Linked DNA regions of Anas platyrhynchos: region 1 is linked to region 2. Evidence: chromatin contacts called from public Hi-C data. All regions are on one chromosome and are shown on one strand. Each heading gives the region's core, a stretch centred on a gene start, on an enhancer-like site or on the middle of the called end of the contact. The rest is flanking DNA. Distances are from core to core; before and after follow the strand shown. Region 1 overlaps TTC39A (tetratricopeptide repeat domain 39A). Region 2 holds the start of RNF11 (ring finger protein 11).

What was found. Hi-C and Micro-C count contacts between places; a contact is called where the count stands out from the background.
Region 1: a Hi-C map of subcutaneous adipose tissue shows a contact between it and region 2, with 4 times the contacts expected there. The contact joins the enhancer-like site here to the promoter of RNF11 in region 2. A contact is called at or near these places in 5 of 8 Hi-C or Micro-C datasets (F1 follicle, liver, skeletal muscle and 1 more).

What each region holds. Positions count from the first base shown.
Region 1 is chr8:33,013,320-33,018,971 of IASCAAS_PekinDuck_T2T, reverse strand. TTC39A (tetratricopeptide repeat domain 39A) reads left to right here. Exons shown (of 19, transcript XM_072041623.1): 17 at 803-917; 18 at 1,592-1,708; 19 at 4,743-5,652. The coding sequence ends at 4,863. Among named protein-coding and RNA genes, the nearest start is that of RNF11, 43 kb to the right of the region's middle. Within about 2 kb of position 3,276, at least 1 of the 8 cell types and tissues checked has an H3K27ac peak or open chromatin away from gene starts, as enhancers often do. A contact at or near this core is called in subcutaneous adipose tissue, where this site is marked.
Region 2 is chr8:32,971,159-32,976,934 of IASCAAS_PekinDuck_T2T, reverse strand. It overlaps RNF11 (ring finger protein 11), which reads right to left and starts at 3,687. Exons shown (of 3, transcript XM_027462503.3): 1 at 3,004-3,687. The coding sequence starts at 3,126.

The DNA.
Region 1 (5,652 bases), core at 2,027-4,526, 42 kb before region 2:
CAGTACCACGTGACAGTGTTACACCAATAAGATGTTAATCTGTTAATGGAAATAACATCTAGAAATGCAAATCTGATATGCACAGTTGTGTCTAGGGTAGGTTTATAAATGTTTTGGATTTTTTATGCAGTTGGGAGCAGTTTTTAGGCTGTATTAGAAGGAGAGGAGATGCATGCATATGAACATGTTCATGGAACAGATGTCCAGGAGAGATAACTGATCTGCTTTTTGTTTTTCTTATGAAATAACTCTTCTGTGGCCTTGAGACATCTGACCGGGCACATACTCAGTGTGTCACCTTTTGCCCTCTTTCCTGTTCCTTCTAAGGTAGTGTGCTGTATAGTCTTTGGGCATCTTCCCTTAGTTTTGCTTTGGTGATACATTATGTATAGATGTTTCTTTTGGATTTAGCAATACAAGTGACTGCAATTGGATCAAGACCTCCAACAGCACAGTCCAAAGGGGAACAACTGTTCCATGTAGAATGTGTCAGCATTTTATCAGCTGGGGTGGCAGAGGAAGAACTAGGTAAAGGTAGTAGAGATAAGCTGAAATTCAATAGCTCAAGATGTGGTATCATACATTTTGCAGAAATTCCTATTAGCTAGTATTTCGTGATACAAGTTTGTCTGTGATAGCAGGAAACTGCTCTTAATGAACTTAATGGATCATTCAGTTCCTTCTGTCTTGTGTTCCAGTAAAGAGATTTTACTCACACCTACCTGTGCAAGTTTCTCCGCTAGGAAGAAAGTCTCCAGTGCTCTAAAGTTTTCTAAAATGTGCCATTTGCTTCATCTTGCAGCTACAGAATTGCTAGCAGATGACCAGTGCGTGATAAAACTGTTAAAGGGTTTATGCCTCAAGCATTTGGGCAAGATTGCAGAGGCAGAAGGCCATTTTAATTACATCTACTTAAAGTAAGTTGTCATACCTGGTGTGCAGGAGAACTCTTGAATTTCTCAGTAACTGTCAAGTAACTACAACCTGAATACAAATACAAAGGGGAGGAATACAGTATCTCTAGTATTTATTTCATTTGTTTCTATATCACAATTTTGATTGCCAGTATTGTTAGCCATGTAAGGAGGAAGTGTAATTCTGTACTTTTTACTAAGAGATTTTTTCTTCTTTGTGGGCTATACATGCATAAAATTTTTTGAGATACTGCTGCTTTTTTCCCTCTTCTCCTCTCACCATTCATGAAGAAGCTATGCTCAGAGAACCAAATGCAGTCTACAGCAACAGATGGCAGCACGAAATGGAAATTCTATACATTGTGCAGTGAATGGGATTTCTTTTTCTCAGTTCATACAGATAGAGCTCATAATATTGTCACCTTTTCTAATAATTCCCTCATAATAAAGGGAGTATTTTTTAAATCCTGAGATATATTGTATAGGATAGTTATGTAAAGTACACTTTTAATAGCCTGGTAGGTAGCTTTGGGTAGAGAACACAACAGGTGTTGTGATAAAGATTGATTGCTCTTTCTGATCTTAGCTAATCTCCTATTTATTTGTTTTTGGAGCTCCTAAATGAAGGAAATAATATATCATTTCAAGATCTTGAGGCTCTCTCTTTTCCAATGTAGTGAGAAGAAGATAAAATATGACCATTATCTAATTCCAAATGCATTGTTGGAGCTTGCGTTACTGTATCTGGACCAGGATAGAAGAGAAGAAGCAATAAAACTACTGGAAAGAGCAAAGTAAGCAATTTAAAAGTCTTTGTTGACGGGTCAGTATGTTATTTTACTGATGGGTAGGAAGTAGACATGATAATACCGCACAAACTCATTGTTTCCTTTATTCAGCAGAAGCAGACATGCCCTAGTTTTGGCTGGGGCCTTTTCAGGTAGTAGACACTATCTGATCGTTCAGTCTGTGAGTTACCAATCCATTCTGGTAAGAACAAAAATAATTTTAAAGATCTTGATATGAATGTCAAGGGCTTCCATAAGGAATAATCCATGTGTAACTAAATGTAATTATCTTTGTAGTCTATTTATTTATTCATAGAAGATGTATTAGATGAAATCAAAGCTCTGTGTTAGGGCTGAAATAATATTACTCAGATTGATAGCTAAGAGTGCTGTTTTTTTCCTTGATGAAATACACTGAAGATGATGTTTCAGTTTTCATTTATCTTTGTGTTCTTTCGTCCGCATCTGAAAGACAGCTGAAACACCTGCCATTGCTATTTTTGTTGTGATTGATGTTTCTATCCAAGTAGGTTTATCAGGAATAGTTGGACTGGATCATGTATGTTCTTTATTATAAAATCAACAAAATAGAATTTTGCCTCTGTCCCAGTCTTTCCTTCTCTGCTGAGCCAAGATTTCTATGGGGGGGGGGGGGAAAGGGAATAAAAAAAAAAAAAAAAAAAAAGGCAGTCCAAACCAAACAACCTTCATCTCCCTCAGGCATCCTGCAGCCAGGGCAGTTCACCTCTCTGCCTTCTTGAGGCAGAAATCTGCTGAATGAGGCCAGATGTTGCACGTTTCCAAGTGCACAGCATCACACCAGCCCCTGCTGCAGGTGTGTTGCTACAAAACTGATCTCTGGCCCCAACTTCCAAAGAAGTCGCAGAGAGTTTTTTCTGTTGAGCTTTTGTCCAAGTCAGTCCAACATGTATGAATGGTGAATCAGTCTGCTGAAGCTGATGCCAAAAGCCTGTCAACACAAAAATTAAAATATTGCAGCTCTTAATCTCCTGTGCTCATGACCCTGATTCTCTGTGGACTCATGGAAGTTATTAGGAATAGCAAAAATTGCATTAGCAAAACGCAATGGAAATTGTTACAGTCAATTTCACATTCCTCAAAGCACGCCTTGCCTCAAATCCTCAGTTTCTTTGCTCAAATCTTAAAAAGAAGCCTAGAAATTACTGCTTCTGAGCTTCTCACTCTGTCTGGTACAGCTTCCAGTCCCTGCTCAGCCTTCCCACCTTTCACCTGGCAGCTTGTGTGGCTCAGATCCCCTCAAGGGAAGATGTTGGCTTAAAGAAGGGCACAGCAGATAGCAGCTCTTTAAAATCTCGTTACCCGGTGTTTGAAAGGCTAATACTCGGGCTTGTTATGCTCAAAAAACTCATGGAAATGTGGAAAAAAAGAGGGGGGGGGCTGTCTTATTTCAATTCGTCACTAAAAAGTACAACCTTTAAGTTACCACCTGTAGCATTATATATACTTGATCAGAATGCAGAGGTTTATAAGCCTTCAGATAAAAATACTGAGTGTCTTTTCAGCCACTAGGGGGAGAAGGCATTGTCTGTGGTGGATTTCAGGATTGCAAAATTATGCTTGCTGTTGGCAGGAGTGGAGATGAGAGCTCTGCTTGTGCATGATGCTTGATTTACTTGACCTAAATCCACGTATTGCTGCTGGCTTGAATGTTTCAACTCTCAGAGAAGGAGAGGAATGAGATAATAAACAGTTTTGGCTTGATCATGCATGGAAACATTTCTATTTGTATTACCATAAGCAATAAGCAAGAATATCAGCCTGCTGATGAGAAATACAAGAGGCATTTTTTAATATCTGCATGACAAAATCTACTTAGTTTTCAGCAAAATCTCCAAAGTGTTTCAGATCAGCATGCAGCACAACCCATTCATTTCCACGCCTCAGCCAGCCTCTTGAGTACTGCATACATAAAATTCTAAGCTGGTGTAGGATGGGTGAGGAGTCCCTTGTTTTTGCAGAGACTGACACTGCCACAGTGGCAGATGCTTGCCTCCATGACTGATTTGAATTATGAATTCTGAGCTGAAATGCTTTTAAAATATATGGACTGCTTAATACTTGATGTAACGTTTCTGTGAAGATGATGGTATCCACTAAAAGAATATTAGCATGGTCTAGTCCTCATTGGTATCTAGATTGTGTTTCCATTATTCAGGAATTGAAATGTTGGTTCCCGGTAAGGTCTGCATTTTCCCTGTGGTCCTGGGAACAGCAGATCCCACCTCTGTTGCTTTGGAAGTCTTGGATTTTTTTTTTTTTTTTTCCCTAGGTGTTATTTCTCTTATGTTTCTTAAATTCTTTTATTGTGGTTTGGCAAGTAGCTTGTAGACAACTATAGGTATTCAGAATAAAAGGTATCACTGAAATATAAATCTTTCTTTTTACCACTGTACCAAATGTAGGCAATTTAAAACTTCATCTTTGAATTACAAATTTTTTCAGCTTTTTAATAATCTAGAAATACAGTGTTCATTCTACATTGCCTAGCAGTTATCAGTGGTTGTCAGTCTCATTCCTGTCCTTACCATACTTACCAAATAAGTTCATATCACTGCTGCAAAATGTTTAAATCCTTGCTGTTAGCACACATTCCTCATCTTATTAAAATGAGGAAAAAAATAATGAAAATATGTGTTCAAATTTGTCAGTCATACTTTGGGAGTGAAAAAAAACACCTAATTTCTGAATGCAAACTAAGTGGATGTTATGGATATTTAATATGGACTCAATATTTTGATTGAGTGGAACAGATTCAATTTCTTATTAAGCTATATTTTTCTGGTAATTGCCAGACAGTAGAACTACAAATAAAGAACAAAGAGCTACATTGTTTGGCTAGAAACACATGCCTTGTATTTTACAGTAGGCAACAAAGGAGCTTGTGAAGAAAAGGCTTTTTGCTGTCTACAGTTGTTTTGCTTAGAACAATAATATAAAGATAACTTGAAAATATTTAAATATATATATATTCATCAGAGTGAATCTGCTTTTGTTTTAGACATAACTACAAGAATTACTCCATGGAAACGAGAACACATTTCAGAATTCAAGCTGCCCTGCATCAAGCCAAATCCTCCTCAGAAAATGGAATGCACTCTGGAGCCTCGGCAGTGTCGTAACTTTTTCTTCTTTGATGTGCTGTTTGTTGCAAACTTTGGTGCAGACAATTACTGACACTTCAGAATTATTTTTCCTTCTCTTTCAAGTCACTGAGAAACCAAATCATTTAAAATTTTAAAGGTGATGCATAAAACATTAATCTAATGTGATAATATGGCAAAAAAAAAAAAACAACCTCAAACCAACTATAACCCATAAAAATATTGTTTTTTCAACAGTGGCTTTTTGAATACTTACATCTGTGTAGTTCTCTTTTCAATCATGTGCCTTTTCTTTCTTGTATTCACAACATCTGCTGAGCGAGATAGAACATAAAGTGGAACAACTGGAAAAAAAAAGCAACACTAAACTTCTCATGGTTCATGGATTTAATCAAAGTGAGCTTTAAACGTTCATTTGAATTCATACTGCTAGCAGTTGAGAAGGAAGCTTCTCTTTTTCCAAGTCTCTACTTGAAATGATGTGAGAAAATCTCAGTGCACAAGAAACACAGCAGGGAGGAGCTCTCAATCCTGGGCATTTTCAATTGTGCATAGAATGTCTCTTTACTAGCTTTTAGTAGTTGCTTTTTTGCTGCTGTAAGAAACTTGCTAGTGAAGAAAATGTTCTCCCTTATGCAAGTATCTTGACATTTTCTTTAATCTTGTCTTCATGTCAAGTCTGCTGCTTGTAGTGCCTGAATGATTTACCAAGGATTTTAGAGAGGGAAAAAAAAAAAAAAAAGAATAAGATGGAAGTATAAAACTGCATCTCTTCTTTGACAAGTTTAAAAATGGGAAGACTTTAGG
Region 2 (5,776 bases), core at 2,438-4,937:
ACATACAAACACACTCTTTTGTATGTGTTTTAATTATTTCCCATGTTAGCCTTTAAGCTTGATGCTCTGGAAAATGGCTGATGTCCTCATGGACCTCTTTCTCATAAATCTGGATGGCTATTTAAAAAGATGTTTTCCCTCTGAAGCCTTCTTCCTGTAGCTTACGGTGCACTGACAGCAGACAGGTATATGCAGAGCCTCTGAATGGAAGGCATATTCCTCATTATGTCATTACAATGACAATCCAATTTTCAATCTAACTTCTGGAAGCAGAAATTTTATTTCTGAGTGATCTGATATCACTCAATCATAAAGTAAATTTGACATGCAATAATGAAGTGACTATTGGAAGCGCGTTTTGCTGTTAGAAGTTAACACCTGAAAAAATTATGGCTTAACTAGATTCCCATATGGATGCCCTCAGCACAAGCGTGCCAGGCAATTTAACATGTTTTAAGTGTCAGAATAACACAGACTTGAGTTAAAAGAGACATACAAGTCCTTCTCTACTGTATCTTTACCTCTTCATCAGCAAGCTTCCTTCTCTTCACTTGCATACCTTGCAAGAGCTGTTCAGGAAGTTGGCACATCACTGCTGCAAACCCAAAGGAAGCAAACCAAAATACGTCTATTTCATGACTAAAGCTCCAGCAATTAGGTTTTAATCTTCCAGTTTCTTGCGCACTCTCCAATTGCCACAAACAAGTTTTCAAACTCACTTTGTCCTCTTCCTCACCTTCCCTCCTCAGGTCTGTACGTTCTCATGTACATGTTAACTCTGGTTAAAACATTGTGAAATAAGTATTTACCACACATAAGGACAGAACTCCTACATTCCCATTTGTAACCCTGAATCCAAGCTGCCATTTGGAAGTTAAAATGAGATCATAAGCTACTGCAGCCACAACAGCAATAATGGAGCACAAGGAATCCTCCAAGTTCAGCATTTGGCCTGTGCATTAGGCCTGATACAATTCAAAGTTATCAATCCCCTTAACCTTGAAGTGCACAAAATACTGCACAACATTGTAAGTAATGTCTCTTTTTAAAGTCACAAATCACTGTGGTTTAAGACTTATGGAACAAGAACCTTTGAATTTTGACGAGGAGGCACAAAACACCATGTTACAGTGAGGGTCTAGCAATTGGTAGATTCATGTATGGGGTTTTTGGATAGCGGTGCCATTCAGGACAGCCAAACACCTGTGTGCACATCACTTAATGCTAGACTGCTCTATTCAAATGCGGAAAGTTTGGGTATGAATGCACTTACTCAATAACAGAGGTCTGAAAGTTCACTGATTTTACTGTCTACAGTTTTCTCAGTCAACCATCCACACCTACGTACAAATTCTTTGTTTAAAAAACCACAACACCAGCAGCTGAGGAAGATGTCTGCTTATCTACCACTGAAGGTGACGTGAGAAGGCCTGCAAAATGGGATTTCTCAACTCTCACAAGAGCTAACAGCTTTTTTTCTTTTGAAAGACTTTTCCAAGTCTTCCCAGAAATCGCAGATGCAAACGCAACAAAAATCAACATACCAAGTTGGCTGTCCACGCTGTAACAAAAACACGATGCATTCCTAAACAGAATGGACAATGAGGTTTAGCTTAGAACAACACGACCTTTAAAAATATTAATCTGCTGTCAAACACTTTATTGGTCAGACAGTTCAGAATTCAGAGAAAAATAACCCATCTTGGGAAATTCCTTCTAAATGTTAGGCTCCTGCACATGTGCAAAGCAAACAGCTACGCGGTGCCAAGCAATACCAGCGCTGTCCCCCTGCATCACCGATGACTGGTACGCATGTGGCTCCTCTTGAGCACTTAAGGGACTTCCTATCAGAGCTGTAATTCTTGAGCTTGTAAAGCACTCGCAGATTACACGTCTACCCAGTTAAATACTTCCTGCAATTTTGTTAATTATACGTCAAGGTCTGCAACGACTGAACGACTCCCACCCTTGACAATAAGGAGCTCTCAAGCCACCCTCCAGAATTTGTGTCTCAAGCAGTCATTTCTTTTAGATTTCACTGATCTATCCCATTCCACCCTTTCAGATAGGAAGACACTTAAAACTCGAATAAAACGTGCAGCTATACTGTCGACATTCTTCCTTGTATTGTTTTCTTCTTTTTTTTTTTTTTTTAGTGCTGTGCAGCCTTCAGAGGGCCTGTTTAACGCCATATATGTTTTTATATACGGGGATGGAGATCACCAGGAGTGGATGAGTGCAACCACAAGTCCAGCTGCCTTTTTGGGGAGCCATCGCATTGAACAGAGGTCAAAAACAGGCTTCTGGTTACTACTGGCACTGGGATTCTGCATCGCTACCCTCTCCTGTGAGGGCTATAATACAGAAAACACCCAGCATTTTTCTCCCTCCCCGGTTACTCATCAAGATGTGCATTAACATATCCTTTCCAGACAGAAAATCCAATGGGAAAACCACCCCTTCCAGGTCCCCCCCCGGCAGCCGAAGGGAATAGGATCTACTGGATTACAAAAAGTTCCTCGCTACGGATCAGCCCCGGCTAAAAATAAGCGCGGAGCAGAGGCTGGAGTAAATAGAGCCAGACAAAGAGCAGCTCTCCTGCAAGTGCCTGTGGCCTCCCGTTCGCCAGCACCGAGAAACGAGCAGCACCAGCCAGTGATGTCACCGGGCAGGGACAACAAAGGAAGCGGCACTGCCCCAAATTCGGGGTCCTCCTTTCTGGAGCCGAAACCCGGAGCCGAAACCCGGAGCCTCCCCCCCGCGGGCCCTCGCCTCCCCCTCCGGGCCCGGCCCCGGCCCCTGGGCGATTAGGGCCGGGATCTCGCCGCCCCCCCCCAGCCTCGAGGCCGGCCCGAACAAAGCAGCGGCCCCCGGGGGGGCGGCCTCAGGGACCGGGAGCTCCTCAGCTCGCTGCCCGGCACCGGGACGAAGGCACCGAGGGGGCAGAGCCGGCCCCGCGGGGAGCCCGGCCCGGCCCCGGTCCGCCCCCCCTCCCCCCCGTACCTGATATGGCGGCGGCGGCTCCTGATCCGGCTCAGCCCCGTCCCCGTAGCTGGCCCTGTCCGACTGCGACTCGTGGAGCAGCGAGATGTCATCCGACGTGGGGGACTTGAGGCAGTTCCCCATCTTCCACCCCCTCCCACCCCCCGGCCCTCGGGAGCGGGGCTTCCCCTCCGCCTTCTCCGCCGGACCCCGCCGCCGGCGGCTGGGCGCCCTCAGCCTCCCCGCCGCAGCGCGCAGCCCGCAGCCGCCCCGCCGGGGAGGCTCATGCCAGCCCCGGCCCTAAGCGGCTTAGCGGCAGCCCGGCCGCCCTCCCTCCTTCCCCCGCACGCTCCGCAGCCGCCCCGACCCCCGGCTGGGCAGGGCAGGGCAGGGCAGGGCACGGCAGGGTTCGGCTCCCAGCCCCGGGGGGCCCCGGGAGCTGGGGGGCAGCGGGGGCTGAGCTGGGGTCCGCCCGCCGCCCGCCCCGCGGCAGCCCGGCGCTGTTGTGCTTCCTGGTCACCAGCTTGCTGCGCACTGGGCTTTGTCGCACGGCCCGCCCCGGCTCCTCCTCTCACTCCGCCCCGCCGGGCCGAGATGGCAGCCACAAGGCCCGGTTCTGTCCCCGAGCCCGGCCGGGAGCACGGCCCGGCCCCAGCGGGATGAGGCCAGGCTGAGCTGAGAGGGCTCCGGCCCGGCTGCTGCCTGCGGGGTTGGGGCTTCTGCCCTCCCCCAAAATGGAGGGTGCCGCCGTGCTCCACCTCCAGGGGCTCTGTGTATGTGTTGTGTTTGCTTTCCGGGCGGCCGGGGAGGAAAAGGCCGCCCAGGCACCGTGAGGGGACAGCGGGGTGCCCGTCCTGGGCTTCTCCGGGGCTCAAGGGCCCGCCCCGGCCCCGGGTTCCTCAGGAGAGGTCCCCCGAAGATGGTGGCCTTTGTGCTGAGCGCCTGGAGTTGCTGGGAGGGCACGGGTTTAGAGCCCACAACTCGAAGTGTAGAGAGAAAAGCAAAAGGCATTTCGTCACATCTGTGTCTCTGTGGTGGTGTTTTTTTGTGTTTCATCACAAAATGTGATGAGCAAGTATTAAGTATTAACTGCACATTTAACTCCTGTACTAAGAAAACAAACAAAAACACCTTTTGGATTTAAGTACCTGCAGACTCCGAGAGAATAAATGCCCCCTCACACTAACACGGACCAATGTAGAGGGGAAACACTTTTTTTCATTTTACAGGACAACCCTTCAAATGTTCCCAGCTTTATCAGTCCCAATGAGCAGCCATCTTAGGTCAAAGTATCTATAAACCAGTTGACCACAATGAAGTATTTGGCTCTACAACATTTACTTTAACATTCAAGAGGTCCTGTGGTGGCTGAAGAACTTGGAGCAGTGTTTCTGATGATTGTCCATGTGAGCTCCTCCGTGAAGATTTCCCTTCATTACCGTTCAGAAGTTTTGTTTAGCTGCTTACCACTGGATAACCTAAACACCTTCAGAGTAAAAGCTACAGCAATTGAGAAGTTATTACTGATGTTTATGGCGTTCAAAATGGTTTTAGACCTTTCTAAGAAACTAAGACTAGAAATGTTGCTGGAGACATAAGCATTGCTTGTGATAGAAAGGCTTTGCAATGGCCTGATGTAACTAATAATGACTGCTGTCATGATGCGGTCATTTGGGTGTTTATCATAAGAGTGAGTTCACTTGGTTTAATAGGGGAATTAGGAAGGCAAACAGTAGTTAGAGAGGAGCCGTTGCCTAACCCAAGAATGGTTTCAAGGTGAAAGCAATGTCAGAGCTGCCACTGCCAGAAACTTATACTGGATTTCCAGCCCAATTACAGAGATCATCAGTTGTGCAGGGGCAACATCAGCAACAAGATTGCTGGCAGCTAGAAAGGTGTCTGTTCACTGCCACTTCACATCTTACTCTTTCTGTGGAGCCCCTGTAGTCGCTGTGGCTGCACCCCCAGTGTGCCTTGCATTCCTGATCCTGCACAGTGGAGAGGTCCTGTGGCAGCACAGGGTGCCTTCCTTTGGGCTGGCATGCCAAGGTTTAGCTTTCTGCATGCAAATGTGGATCCCTGGTCTCATCCTGATAGGTAGCCAGGACACAGCTGGGATATACTGTGGGGTCCCACAGAGCAGGTGGTGCCTGTATTTCTCTTGAGCCAGATCTCCAAAAGAACTATCACTAACTGCTACGCCCAGTTAAAACTTGCACCTAAGTAGGTACAGGATACCCTGAACTTGGGCTCCATTTAAGGAGGAGACTTGTCAAATGGCAAAAGAGGTCTGCTTTTTATGACAGACTCACAGAGACCAAAGAGGAAGCAAAAGTTCACGTTTGGCCTTGCAACACGAACAGCTCTGCACCTGTGAGAGCTTTGAACGACGAAGAACAACTACCAGCCACCACTGAGTTCTTTGAAGCGGAGATGGTTTAAGCCACTTGTTTTTCTGTGCCATTTACTCCTGTTATGTCAGGTAGGTGGTTAATAATGGCTTTGCACCACCAGGTCACAAGTTGAAAAGTGGTCCAGGAGACGAAGAATGGAAAAACTCTTCTGTTTATGAATGCAGAAGTGTTGTCATTTCAGAAGTGTTGTCATTTCATATACATATGCCTGCTGTGGTGTGATTGTCAGGATACTAGTTTTTCTACCACATTTTCTTGCAGTATGGGGACAAGAAAGCAGTCAAAGAGTTTTTCAAGGTAGAAGATGATTGTCTGTAGTGCTCAGTGACCATTTGATGGGAGCCTCTCTTTAGGGAACCCATGACCTGTTTTCACTGTTT